2 separate regions of the Mus musculus genome follow, and region 1 is linked to region 2. A link is a contact called in public promoter capture Hi-C data. All regions are on one chromosome and are shown on one strand. Each heading gives the region's core, a stretch centred on a gene start, on an enhancer-like site or on the middle of the called end of the contact. The rest is flanking DNA. Distances are from core to core; before and after follow the strand shown. Region 1 holds the start of Mylip (myosin regulatory light chain interacting protein). Region 2 holds the start of Gfod1 (glucose-fructose oxidoreductase domain containing 1).

What was found. Promoter capture Hi-C pulls out the DNA fragments that hold promoters and counts their contacts.
Region 1: a contact with region 2 is called in a promoter capture Hi-C map of pre-B cells, with 3 times the contacts expected there. The contact joins the promoter of Mylip here to the promoter of Gfod1 in region 2. A contact is called at or near these places in 2 of 39 promoter capture datasets (the C10 cell line and pre-B cells), 1 of 484 Hi-C or Micro-C datasets (regulatory T cells) and 2 of 9 other capture datasets (adipose tissue and liver).

The regions. Positions count from the first base shown.
Region 1 is chr13:45,387,811-45,394,269 of GRCm38.p6, reverse strand. It overlaps Mylip (myosin regulatory light chain interacting protein), which reads right to left and starts at 4,528. Exons shown (of 7, transcript NM_153789.3): 1 at 4,227-4,528; 2 at 2,891-3,081. The coding sequence starts at 4,313.
Region 2 is chr13:43,301,294-43,307,335 of GRCm38.p6, reverse strand. Gfod1 (glucose-fructose oxidoreductase domain containing 1) reads left to right here and starts at 3,164. Exons shown (of 2, transcript NM_001033399.4): 1 at 3,164-4,091. The coding sequence starts at 3,839. Gm52047 (a long non-coding RNA gene) reads right to left here and starts at 1,852. Exons shown (of 3, transcript XR_003950636.1): 1 at 1,606-1,852; 2 at 874-980.

The DNA.
Region 1 (6,459 bases), core at 3,279-5,778, 2.1 Mb before region 2:
TTCTAGATCCTAGCACTGCTCCCCTCCCCCATGGTACCCAGGCCTTCTTGCCTGCACTCCTCTTAGCAGCCTGCCTGGTCTCTTACTAACTAGTAATATTACCCCTGCACATTAAGCCTGCTTTGCTCTGAGCTTACTGCTTAGTGGTCTGCAGAGGGCAACTGTGCCCAGCTATCTCCTTTTAATGAAATGCCTAGATACCCTCAGTCCACTAACTGCACCCTCATGGCTTGCCTCAATAAAGCCACCTCTTAAAACTGAATTGTCCAAGCTGTGTTAACTCACTACACAAACAGACGTAGAGTGGAACCACAGGATTTAACATAAATATTTTATTGCAAACAATGGAACTTCAAAAAGTTTGTCAACAGGCTTGGTTGTGTGTGTGTGTGTTTCTTTTTTCTTTTTCTTTTTTGTTAATATAACATTAAAGGAAAAATAGTTTTTTTCTTTAGTACCATGCAGGCAAAAGACCCACACTCTTAAAATAAATAATTAAAAAGATATGAAATTGGACCTAGCACAACTTTTTGATGTCCAATTAAAGGGTACAAACACAAAGTAGATATTACGCTATGACGAGGATATTGAAGCAGACTAGTCATCAACCTTAGGCATTTTCTTAAAAGTTTTATTTTTTGGATAACTCCACAAAACTGCAGCCAACATAATAAATGTAACTCGAAATCTCCTGTCTCCACACCCCTCCCCACCCCACCCCCCACCCCCCAGAATCTCCCTTGCTTCTTTATTCAGAAGAGGAGCTCTGGGCAAGTCAGGCAAGCATCACTGTGCTCTCAACTCTCAGATTATGTTTTATTTTGACCCAGAATTTCACTAAGTTCTTAGACTAGACTTGGACCCACACTATAACCCAAGGCCTCAGAGTCTTTGTTCCTCTCCCTCCCAAGCCGCTGGGGTTACAAACCTCTTGCCTGGCTCAGCTTTACACTAACCATCCTATGGGACCTCTGAAAACGAAGGAAAATCAACTGAAATGACTGAGTTGAGCCAGGAAGGCACATACTTTGAATGCCATTAGATATAACTCCCAAGAGTCAAAGGCAACCAAGGTACAGAAAACCCAGTGCAGGAAATCTGATTCTAGTACTCATTCACAAACGCCGCTTTCTTACAGGAATAAAGTAGATCTGATCACAGGTATTGACCTAATTACAGGAGGGCACATCGCAGTAGAAACCGCCTCACAGTCAGTCATAAAGCATGACGCATTCCCGATACAATTCATTTGCTATTATCCTTCCACTACTTAAATGAAATTATTTGCTTCCTCACCTTTTGGCTGATTTCAAAAATAAATTTATGTCACTAGAATTGGGTTGCACCTGGAAGCCCTGAAATCACTGTAGCATCACAATGTGACTGCTACACACACGCACGCACACACACACACACACACACACACACACACACACACACAAATAAATGCTGTCATGCATTTTTCTCATTGACTGAACTGAGGAAGCTTTCACAAACTAGTTTGGTCGGTCTGTCCATCTGTCTATCTGTCTATGGGCCAGTGAGATGGTTCAGATGTTTGCTGCTGAGCCTGACAACCAGAGTTCAGACTCCAGGTCCAACACAGTAGAGGGAGAGAAGAGGCTTCTGAAAGCTGTCCTCTTACCTCCACACATACACAAGTACACAGAGACACTGAGTAAATGTTTTTAAAAAAGGACAGAGCCTCTTGTGGTTAATACAGACAGTTCAGCATCTGTAAGTATGCCACTACATGAATATTTGTAAGGTATTTTCAGAAACAGTAAAAATTTCTTATGCCAGGTTCCTTCATAAACAAAATCTCTCTCAACCTTTAAAAGGCCACAGCAAGGCAGGCAAAGTGGACATTCCAAATCCAAATGGATGGTAGTTTTTAATGTTTCCATCGCTTGTTTAGTAAATAAAAAAAAGTGGTAAGTTAAACCCTCTCAGAAGAGCCTGTTCCCCATTAGGAGTCGAAATCTGCAGGATCACGTGTTTCACATGCGTGGCCCATTGCCAAGCCACAGGAGTATGGAAAACATCAGTGCTGGGATCCAAAGTTTGCTGTGGCTTTCAAAGCAATCATTTTCCTTTTTTCCACACGCCACTGTAGTCTCTTGCATTTTGGTAATAAATATTAAACATCACCTTCCTATTTTGGTTCATCTTTGAGAAAAGTATTATATAGTCAGCTCAGAGGGAAACGTACCGGGTATGTGTGTGTGTATTTTGGTCGTTTGAAAAGGAGACCACACCCACAGGCTTCGGTTGTCTACCATGGCTGGTGGCCCTTAGTTTAACAAGGAGGAAAAAAACAACAACACATGTCCAACAATCATTTTTAATAAATCTGTAGGCTGAAATTTACTTTACAGTGGCCCCTCAAAGAGTTCTTTTATTAAGATTTTGTGAAACTTAAAAAAGTTTTAAAATCTGTAGGAGGCCAGACAGAGCCGCTCCTGCTACACACTGTAATCTGACACTTAGGCTGAGGACTGACCAAGTTTAAGTAACCCAAGAGGAACTGTTTCCTGCTTTCCGCTAGAACGGTCTACAGTGACCTGTAGTAACACTGCTGAGGCGGGGTTACTAGCGGGCGTTAGATGAAGCTGTCAGGAAGTTGGTTTTCTTTTTGTTTGTAAGAAGTCAACCCTGCCTCTCCCACTAATATTATACAGAACAGGAAAAACAAAAACAAAACAAAACAAAAAACCAAGTGTTGAAAAACCCACCCAGGCCAACTGTGCTTTGGAAAACTTGAATTTTTCCTGAACTTCCTTTGCACCAAGTCAATTTTGCCAGGGAACATCTCCGGGAGGGCACGATAGCTACCACTAAATGGAATCTGAGGTGTACTTGACATTGGTTTGTTTCGGCCTCGCTTTACCTTGTCTGCTCCTGTAAGATGAGATGAGGCTCCACAAAGAACTTGACCCTCAGTTTAAGGCGGTAAGGTGCCAGCCCATCCATCTGCTGGGAGATCCGGTTTCTCAGATTCAGCCATAAGCTCTCACCTTTGCTCCCCGTGAACTGCAGCCCAAAATAATCAACCTCGATGATCCCTAGACGCCTGCACACCTAAAAACAAAACCAAAGGTATGGGGTGTGAGCAGTGCAAACCTAAGGGCTCCATCCGAGGAGAGGACTGGCCCCTGCTTTCCCAAAGTTCTACCTTCTTGCAATGCCAGTTGGTAGACCGACCGGAAAAACAAGGTTTTAAGGAAACAGCAAAGCCAAAACGCAGCCCTCCAGTGGAGGCTTGGCCTTGCTTGACTATTTCTAGGGTCTGACCAATGGCACAGGGAAAGGGGTCCCCCCAAAACAGACTTCCCAAAAGGCTGAGGTAGAAGAACACACAGGGTGTTTTATTTCTTATTCCAATCGCTGGAATTCCCCCCGCCACCCCCCCCCTCCGCCCCGCAGCACCATCTGCACAGCTGATTTGGCAGCGTATTATCTGGACAGTTTTAACCATCTGGATTCCAAAAACACAAACGCATTGAGGAAGCATGCTACAAGTGTCAGCTAAGCTTTACAAGCGCCTTTCCAAACAGCTCAGGTCCACAGGTCTCGTAGACACAGTATTTCAAGGGGTCAAATGGGCCTGCCAATATCCATTAGGCACACCCCGTTAGGAGCCTTAGTCACCCTTAAGAAAACACACGTGTAAAGACCCCTCAAGAAGGAGGCTGCCTGCAGAACCGTCCCCCGCAAATTACTCAATATACTCTGGATCCCTAGCAAGCCTAGAGTGTCAGGTGAACAGTCCTTCTGAGAAGCGGCTTGAGATTCGGGCCCACCTGATCAGCTAGGGAGCCCCGGGGCCAGCGACCGCTTGCAACCATCTCATCCCGGGACGCGGGTGGCGCTGCCGGGCTTTGCAAGGACTCCACGGGAGGCATCACACACACACACACCTGCGGCAGGTGTGCCGGGCCACCTTCTTTAGAGAAAAGTGCCAGGCTAACGGACAGGGTGGAGGTTCCCAGCAGTGTTCTGGTCTCCGGGCCCCGGATCCCCCACCGTAAGCGTCCTCTATGCTCCCCCCGCCCCCCCCCCACCGCACTCTCCACTCGCGGGGAGGAGGAGGAGGCTGGAGCCTGGCGTCCCGGGAGCACTCCACGGGCCGCTGCTGCAACGTCGCCCGGCTCCCGGGGAGCATCCCCGAGCCCCGAGGCTTCCCGGGGACAAGAAGGGATCCCCTTTCCGATCGCCGCCCTCACCTGGTTGAGACAGTCCTCGCCGTTGGCTTTTGCCTCCACCTCTACCTCCATCAGCACCGCGTCCGGCCTCGTCACATAGCACAGCATGGCTGGGGCCGCCGCCACCGCCGCTTCTTCTCGGGTGTGCGCCGGAGCTGTCGCCTCACCGCAATTGCTCCAAGTCGACTCCGGGCTCCGTGAGGAAGGTGCAGCCGTGCGGCCACCCGCCCTGCACCCCACGCAGCCGCCACTCGCGTCCCCGCCACCCCCACGACAGCCAGTTCCCGGGAGCTACACGGCCGCGCCGCTCCGACAGCCCTACTGCCTGCGCCGCTACAGGCACGCGTCTTTTATAGAGGCCCCGCCCCTCCGGCACCGGACTCCGCCAATCACAGCGTGCTTGCCCCTCCTCCCCAGCTCCGGCAACCAATTCCCAGTCTCGGTGGGCTGAAGCCCCGCCTCCCGGCACCGCCTGTGGAGCTGCGGGAGGTGGGAGCCCATCCTCTCCCCAATCCCCAGCACGGTCGCGGCCTCTGCCACTGGGCGACGCTCCTCCCAGCCCGCTGTCGCCCGCAGCTCCAGGGGACGCCTTTCTGTCCGGGTTTGAGAGAACTGTGATCAAAGGCTCCTGTGATGCTACGTTGCTACTACGGTTCTCAGGACTCCTGCGTGGGGTTACTCTAATAACCAGGTGGTTTGTGAAAGCCAAAAGAGAAGCAAGCAAGACAGAGAGCCTAAAGAAGAGGCTTTTCCGCTGGCATTTGCCACCGTGGGTTGTCAAAAGAAGAATCTAAGTAGAAAAGTTTTTGCAGCTGACCCAATATAAGCCGGTAATTTGATCCAAGCACCATTCTTATATTAACTCGTGCCAAGGGTTTCTATGTGTGGGTTCTGCTACATTGAAACACCTTACCAAGTTATGTCACCCAGCCTATCTCTCATCCAATTCGTTCACTATACACCTGGTACACTCCCTGCCCTTTCTTTCAGACACCCAGATGTTACCCCATCTTAAAGATAACAGGCTCATCTCAGGACCTAGCAGGATGGGAATCTCAATACAAGAGATTAGTGGTTAAAGGTGTACAACCTTCATATTTTTACCACCTGTTTCTCTTGGCCTATACTGTCTTTTTTGGTTTCTAAGATAAGCCGGGAGATATGGGTTTCAGCCTTGGATCTTTGGAAAACTCCATCTCTCTGAAGCTCAGTGTCCTCGCAGAATGGAGACTAGCTATTTTTGGACACCCCCTCCTGCAAGCCGCCCCCCCTCGCCCCAGCACCGCTGGGAAGCAATCTAGCCATCCCTGCCTGCCAATGACCCTATCTCTGTGCCGTTTGTTTGCTGTGCGTTTAAGACGAAGTCTTGCTGTATAGCTCAACCTGGTGGTGCACCTCGTACTTGGGCTCAGTGATATTTATTTCTGACGATGGGGAAAACATCGGAGAAGGACTGGGATCTTAGCAGAGCCCTCGCGGAGAGAACTGTTCAGTCTTTTGGCTTTGTGTTTCAGGAACACATGGTACAGTTCTCGAACTGCTCCAAGTCCAGTGTAAGCTTGCATTCATCCACCGGTCTACTGCTCATTCCTTTCCTTCCCGGAAGCAGGTCTGGCACGTGTACCTGGGAGATAACATTTAGATTATCTAATCTGTGGCCCATCGCTGGAAATTTCACCATAAGGAGAGGAGGCAACATGGAAATTGGTTGTATTGCTTAATATTTTTGAAAGGCCAAAACTTAACCAGCTTAAACAAGGGGGAACTTAGGGGACAGATTTGGGGAAATTCCTAGATACTGGGAGTAGAAAGGAGCTGAAGAAGAACAAAAATAAACAAACAGAATAAACAAAGACAAGACAAGAAACAAAAACAGAAACATTTCTATTTAACTATCTTTAAAACTATCTTACTTTGGGGTTTGGCAAGGATTTTTTTTAAATGGCTTTCTTTCATAGAAATGATTCTATATTTATATTTTTAATATGAGCAGCTAAATAATTTGTAGAAGCGAAGGAAATGTCAGGTTTAAAATTTTTAATTAAGAAAAATTTAACAACCATCAGTTACTTACAAACCAGTTGCATGGCTAACAATGACATAGGCATCTCTTTAACCCACATCCATTGAATTCCTTCTGTGAGATCCTCAATAAAGAGCTAATCATTTTAAAACCAAGTATCTCCAGAAAAGAGCCAGCAAAGGGGCTCTGTGGATTAAGGTACCTGCCACCAAGCCTGATGACCTGAATTTG
Region 2 (6,042 bases), core at 1,915-4,414:
CTCTTCTGGCATTCGCTCCTTCTACGAAGCCTCCAGAATTCAATCATGGTGCTCTGCTCTGATGACTTATCCAACCCTAGTAAGCTTCCAAAGGCCACAGGTATCAGACATTCAGAAGTGAAGGAGACCTGAGGCATCCTTCCAGTCTCAGTGAGTCTGCAGTCCATTAGGCAAGTGGGTGATAAACAGTCGACATAGGGGGGAAAGCAGTGATAAAGGATGACTTTTGTGACAAGGAGGGCACTTTAGAGGAGGTGGCCAGAAAGGTCTGACCTAAGGGGAGGAGGACATCTGAGCACAAGCTAGAGAAAAGTGAGCAGCAGGCCTCTGTCTGTCTGTCTGTCTGTCTGTCTGTCTGTCTGCCTGTGTATGTGTGCGTGCATGTGCATGTGTGTGAGGCAGAGCAGCTAATATAAAAGCCTTGAGATGAGAGCAAACTCAGCTTGCACAGTGCAGAGCTAAGAGACCAACGCGCTGGAATACAGAGCCTGTAGCCGGAAGTGGTTAAATACTAAGGTATGCAAGATCAGAGTGAGGTCAAGTTAGGTTACGTAGGGTTGTTCAGGTTCCCTAAGGACTTTGGAATATATGTGTCACTCAAATCCATTGTCGTTGTAGGACATGAGATGACTCACCTTTCAAAAGATCGCTTTGCTCTCTCTGGCTACTGAGCAGAGAGTACAGAGTGAAAGCAGGCAGACCAGCAAGGACAGTGTCTAGCTACTGATATCCCGGACTTAAATGCTCCAGCAGGGGCATTCAAAGGGCAGCCTCTCTTTGAAAGACATGCATAAAAGTCCATCTTCCCTCCTTTGTGGATAACAGGGAATGGTATTGTTACAGGGGACTGAGAAGGTGTATATATGTACATACCTGTGGTATAGGCTTGGGAGGTGGAGACAGGAGGATCAGAATGTAATCAAGATCGTCCTCCTCTGGATAGTGTGTTGGATTCTAGCCTGAGCTACATGAGACCTCATCTGAAAACAAAACAAAAACCCAAATAAACCAAACCAAACCAAAAAACAAACAAACAAACAAACAACAAACAGTGGCTGGAAAGATGGCTCAGCAGGTAAGAGTGCTCACTGTCCTTTCAGAGAGCTTGAGTTCTGTCTCTGATGCTCATATAGAATGGTTCACAACCACCTGCAGCTCCTGCTCCAGCTTCAGCAGATCCAGTCAATGCCCTCTTCTGACCTCCAAGAGTATATGCATTCATGTGGTATATACCCACACCCATACATAGAAACAATAGTAAAGGAAAAACCCAAATCGACAAACAAACAAACCCAAACAACATAAAAGAGCATAACGGAATTCATTCAGGATATATACATGGCCTAACATTTATTTTCAAATAGAATGTATGTAATAAAAATAAATATCAAAATAGAGGGCATATATATCACATAGAACCTTTCTAGGGAGCATCCTTCTCAGGACGTCACGACTGTCAAATCACATGGTCCTCTCTAGTGTTAGCTATTGTCCCCCTTTACAGACGGACACAGAGAAGACATTTGTCCCGGGTCCCACAGGGTGTAAATGGCAGAGCCAAGAGTCAGCTCTGGCTTCTGACTCTGCAAGCCAGGAGTCACCCACCTTGCACCTGTCCAGGGGCGGCACACCGTGGCTCTCGCTCTGCTCCAAAGCAGCACCCTGGCAGCCATGGCTGCACGCCTCCTTTTCCTTAGGCACTTCTCAGCTAACCATCAGCAGGCATATCTTGTCTGCTCTTTGTCTGACCCTGTTCAGGTTGTTGCCAATCCCGGAGCACTTTGTCCTTTTTAATAATGTCGTCCTGAGGTCAACTTTGCCTCCTCCCATTGCCACATCAGCCTTTGTGTGTGTGTGTGTGTGTGTGTGTGTGTGTGTACAGCTCTCTCCAAGAGCCCCGTCTCTGTGCCAGTTGTTACAGTTGCTTTAAACACTCGGATGTATCATGTTTTCCACGCTTATGTTGAAGCAGGACACGTGTCTCTTCCTCTGAGTGCTAAAGGCCAGGGATGAACATAATAGACAGTAGTAACCTCACCTTTCCAGAAACACTGAGCTAGAAGAGCAGGTCCACTTGCCCTTTGGCATTGACTCCTCCCTCCCAGTACGAAGAGGGCACAATGTGACAGGTGGTGAATATCCATCCATTTGTGTACTTAGACAAGTGCCTACTATCTCCTTAGGCCCCGTGATAAGTGACGAGGATATCTTGAGCCATCAGACGCTCACTCAGTCACCACCGCAGTTAGGGCTTTCCACGCATCTCGGACTGATGGTCCCCAGCATTCTGACTGCAGATGTATTAAAGGCCAGGAGAAGCGCTGTGCCAGGGAACTGAAGCTGACAGAGGGCAGTGGCCAGGAGTGGCAGGCAGCCAGAAGTAAACAAGGAAGACCAGACTCTAGACACACGTGCCACAGCCACTGCGGAGTCTGGGTGAGGTCGCCCATGCCACATGGGCACAAGCATGGAGTAGGTGACCAGTGGAGCCTCCTCAGGAGTGGAGTTGGTTTGGGATTGGAGCTGGCACACTTGCGAGTCAGAACTCTAGGGGTTCAGCGCCGAGATGCTGGTGTCTGCCTTCCGATCCTGGCACTGTTGTTCATGTGTGTCACCTTGAGCAAGTCCCTTAACCTCCTCAGAGCTCACTTTCTCATCAATGAAACGAGTTTCCAATAACCTCAGGGTTAAGTGCCTGGACAGCTTCCTAGAGCAGTGGCGAGCACAGAAAAATATCCGGGAGAGGAGACTGTGAACCACGCTGCTCACACTTCGTGGGGTCCTCCGGCCTCCCCGGGGTCTTAGCATCCGCCAATCTTTTCCAAGGAACCCAGTCCTAGCCTATTAAGGGCGCGCCCTGCTTTGATAGATTTATTTGCTTGCTTGGGCGGAGCTTGGAGCACAACGAGGAGGAGGCGGCCGCGGAGGCGGAGAGCGCAGAGAAAGGGAAGCCACCCGGGGGCAGCAGGCGAGACAGGCGGGGCCGGGGAGGAGTCAAAGCGGGTTCCAGGGGCCGGGCGCTGAGCGCAACGAGTGCCTTGGGCGGCGGAGACAAGGGCGGGGGCGACGCTTGGCGGCCAATGGAGCACGGCGCTACCGCAAGGGCGGTGCAGGAACCCCGGCCGCTGACAGTCAAAGTCGCCAACTCCGCCCTCGTACCCGCGGGATCCCGGAGCCGGAGCCCGAGCCCGAGCGGGGCCGAGGCCGCCCAAGGCGCGCTGCGAGCGAGCGAATATGGCAGCAGAATGAGGAGCCTGGCGCCGGGTGGTGTCCGCCGCTGCGGTGCTGCTGCTCGGGATCGGCGCCTGGTACACTACGAGCCTCATCCTTAGTCGGCCTCCGGGTGGCCTCTGGGTTCCATTCGTTACCAAGGACTTGGGGAAAAAGAAGATCCGCAGCCCACAGAGGGTGGTGAAGCGGGAGCGCCATCCGGGAGAGAGATTCTGCCGGGATGAGCCGGCCATGGGGCGGCCTCCGCGGGGCGCACGGAGCCGGCCGGCGCTGCGGCGGGAGCGCTGCCTGAGCCCGGGCTCCACGGGGCTTCGGGGCCTCGTGCGTCCTGGCGGAGTCCCTGCCGCTGTCTCCGGGAAGGACACGAGCCCCGAGTGGCGGGCACTGCAGCAGTCACCGCGCTGAGGCTCCCGGAGCCTGCAGGGTCTGTGGTTCGGTGCGCTGTCACGCCACCGCACTCGGGCGCCTTGCCCGGGGCTCGGCGGCTAGCGCAGCGCAGCGAGGTCGGTCGAGGAGCCGGGGACTGCGGGACCGGCCGGAGAGGCGTGTGCGCCGGTGTTCGACTGGAGATCCCGGCAGCAGCAGAACCGGGCGGACCTGAGCAGCCATGCTTCCCGGGGTGGGCGTGTTCGGCACCAGCCTCACAGCCCGAGTCATCATCCCGCTGCTGAAAGATGAGGGCTTCGCGGTGAAGGCGCTGTGGGGCCGCACGCAGGAAGAAGCCGAGGAGCTGGCCAAGGAGATGAGCGTTCCTTTCTACACCAGCCGCATCGACGAGGTGCTCCTGCACCAGGATGTGGACTTGGTGTGCATCAACCTGCCGCCGCCGCTCACTAGGCAGATCGCTGTCAAAACCCTGGGTGAGCGACCCCTCCCCCAGCCCTCTCTTCTTTAGCTCGGCTCTTCGCTTCTCTCCAATTGGACATATCCCAGGAATCCCAAACCCAAGCTTGTTAGTCCCAGCTTTCCCCTTTCCAGTCGGTGGCCTCCCCCACCTCCACGCTTCGCTCCTGATACCAGCTGGAAGCGCATCCCCACGTGTGTGGTGCGGAGGCTAGAATAGGCTTGGATTCTAGGTATAGGAACCGAATGGGTCAGATACAGAAGACCGGTTGCTGTTCCAGGAGGGAAACTCGGTACCCAGCTGTATACGTTAGTTAGTGCTCTGGTGTGTGGGTGCGCGTGCGTCTGGAAAAGGAGAGCGCGTGGCCAGGAACCCTTGAATAAAGGGCCGCACACGTGGTGGCAGGGTTTTTCCTGGGTGTACCTGTTTGTGAGCAGCTGTGGCACCCAGTTTGGATCGTTTTGTTTCCCTCCACAGTAAGTGAGTTTACTGTGAGATTAGAGAACTGACAGCTGGCTGGAATTATCTCTTCTGCTCTGGAAGGAAGCAAGTGAGAGTGGGCGGGTCTATCAGAACACTCTCAGATGTGTCAGAGGTTAGTAAAGATTGTAATTTAACCTTTGGGCACAGTCTCCCAGGAGTGGGTGTCTACTCTAGTTGAGAATTATATACCTTGTATTCTTCCGAGATGAAAATTGTGGTTTCAAAGGCAAGGATGCTTTGTGTGTGTGGAGGGGGCCGGGGTGGGAGGGGGAAGCCAGACGCTGCAGTTTCCTTTGGAAACGTGCGATGGCACCTCCGTATTTTGCCTCGGGAATATTCCAGAGACACATTGTGTTTACAAGCAGGCTGGGGCTTCTTTCTGGGCTCAAACGAGTGTCTTGAGCAAGTCTGTTCATCAGCAGTTCCCTTCCATACCTAAACCAACCACGCTCGGCTATTCCCAGGCGTTTCATACTTACCCTTGGAAGCCAGGGTTACTGAAGTGGAGAAAAAGCTCCTAACAAACTAGGTTGGAGAAATTCTAACGTAGGGGCTACCGGTCTTTTCTTTACTGTATTTAATGTATTAAGCTTCTGGCTTTTGGAGCCTGGCTTCTTTAGTTTTGAACTGAATTCTATTGACTTTTAGCCAATGTTTCTTTTCTGTTTCACTGCTAGTTTATACTAGTTGTTTACACTGGATTTGTTTGTCAAGTAGGCGATTAAAAAGTTAGAGTATAAAACCTATTAGGGCAATTTCTATACCATGGGTTCCTCTTAAGCCCCATCTATGCTAAAGGCTTGGGTCTGGTCCGATTTGAAAGCTTGTTGGAGCATTCTTCTCCCCTCTCCGGTGGCATCTCTATAGGACAGGCCCTTGGAGCAACCCCACAACAGGGGGATACCAATTACAGAGCAAGAATGCTCTGATGGTCTCTGGTACTTACTATCATTGTTGTTTGGGGCGGGGTCTCGTGTATCCTAGGCTGTCCTTCAACTCCCTGCTTAGCTGAGGGCGGCCTTGAACTTCTGATCCTCCTGACTCTACTTCCTGAGTGCTGAGATTCCATCCCTAGTTTATTTGGTTCTGGGGATCAGACCCAGGGCTTCTTGCCTGTTAGGCAACTACTTCACTGATTGAGCCACACTTCCAGCCTTTATCTCATACTTTGGCCGCCGAAGCGTTTAGGGATGTGGACCATTGTTATACTTTTCTGGATACTTCTGTGATGGTGGTGGCGGCAGTGGTGATGATGTTGCCTGTGTGAGGACTTGGGGTGTTGCACCATGGTAGAATACCTGACTGGTAGGCACGGGCATCTGGTTTCAACTCTCAGCACTGGAGAAGAGAATCCATATAAGTTCTTGTTTTGTACTGACAGGGCTGAAGTTAGTTCCTCTTCAGAGCAAAAGCATGGGAGGCTCTGTTAGCTAGGTTTACCAAGTGTGAGAAGGGAACAGCCCTGGGCTTATCCTTTCACCGTG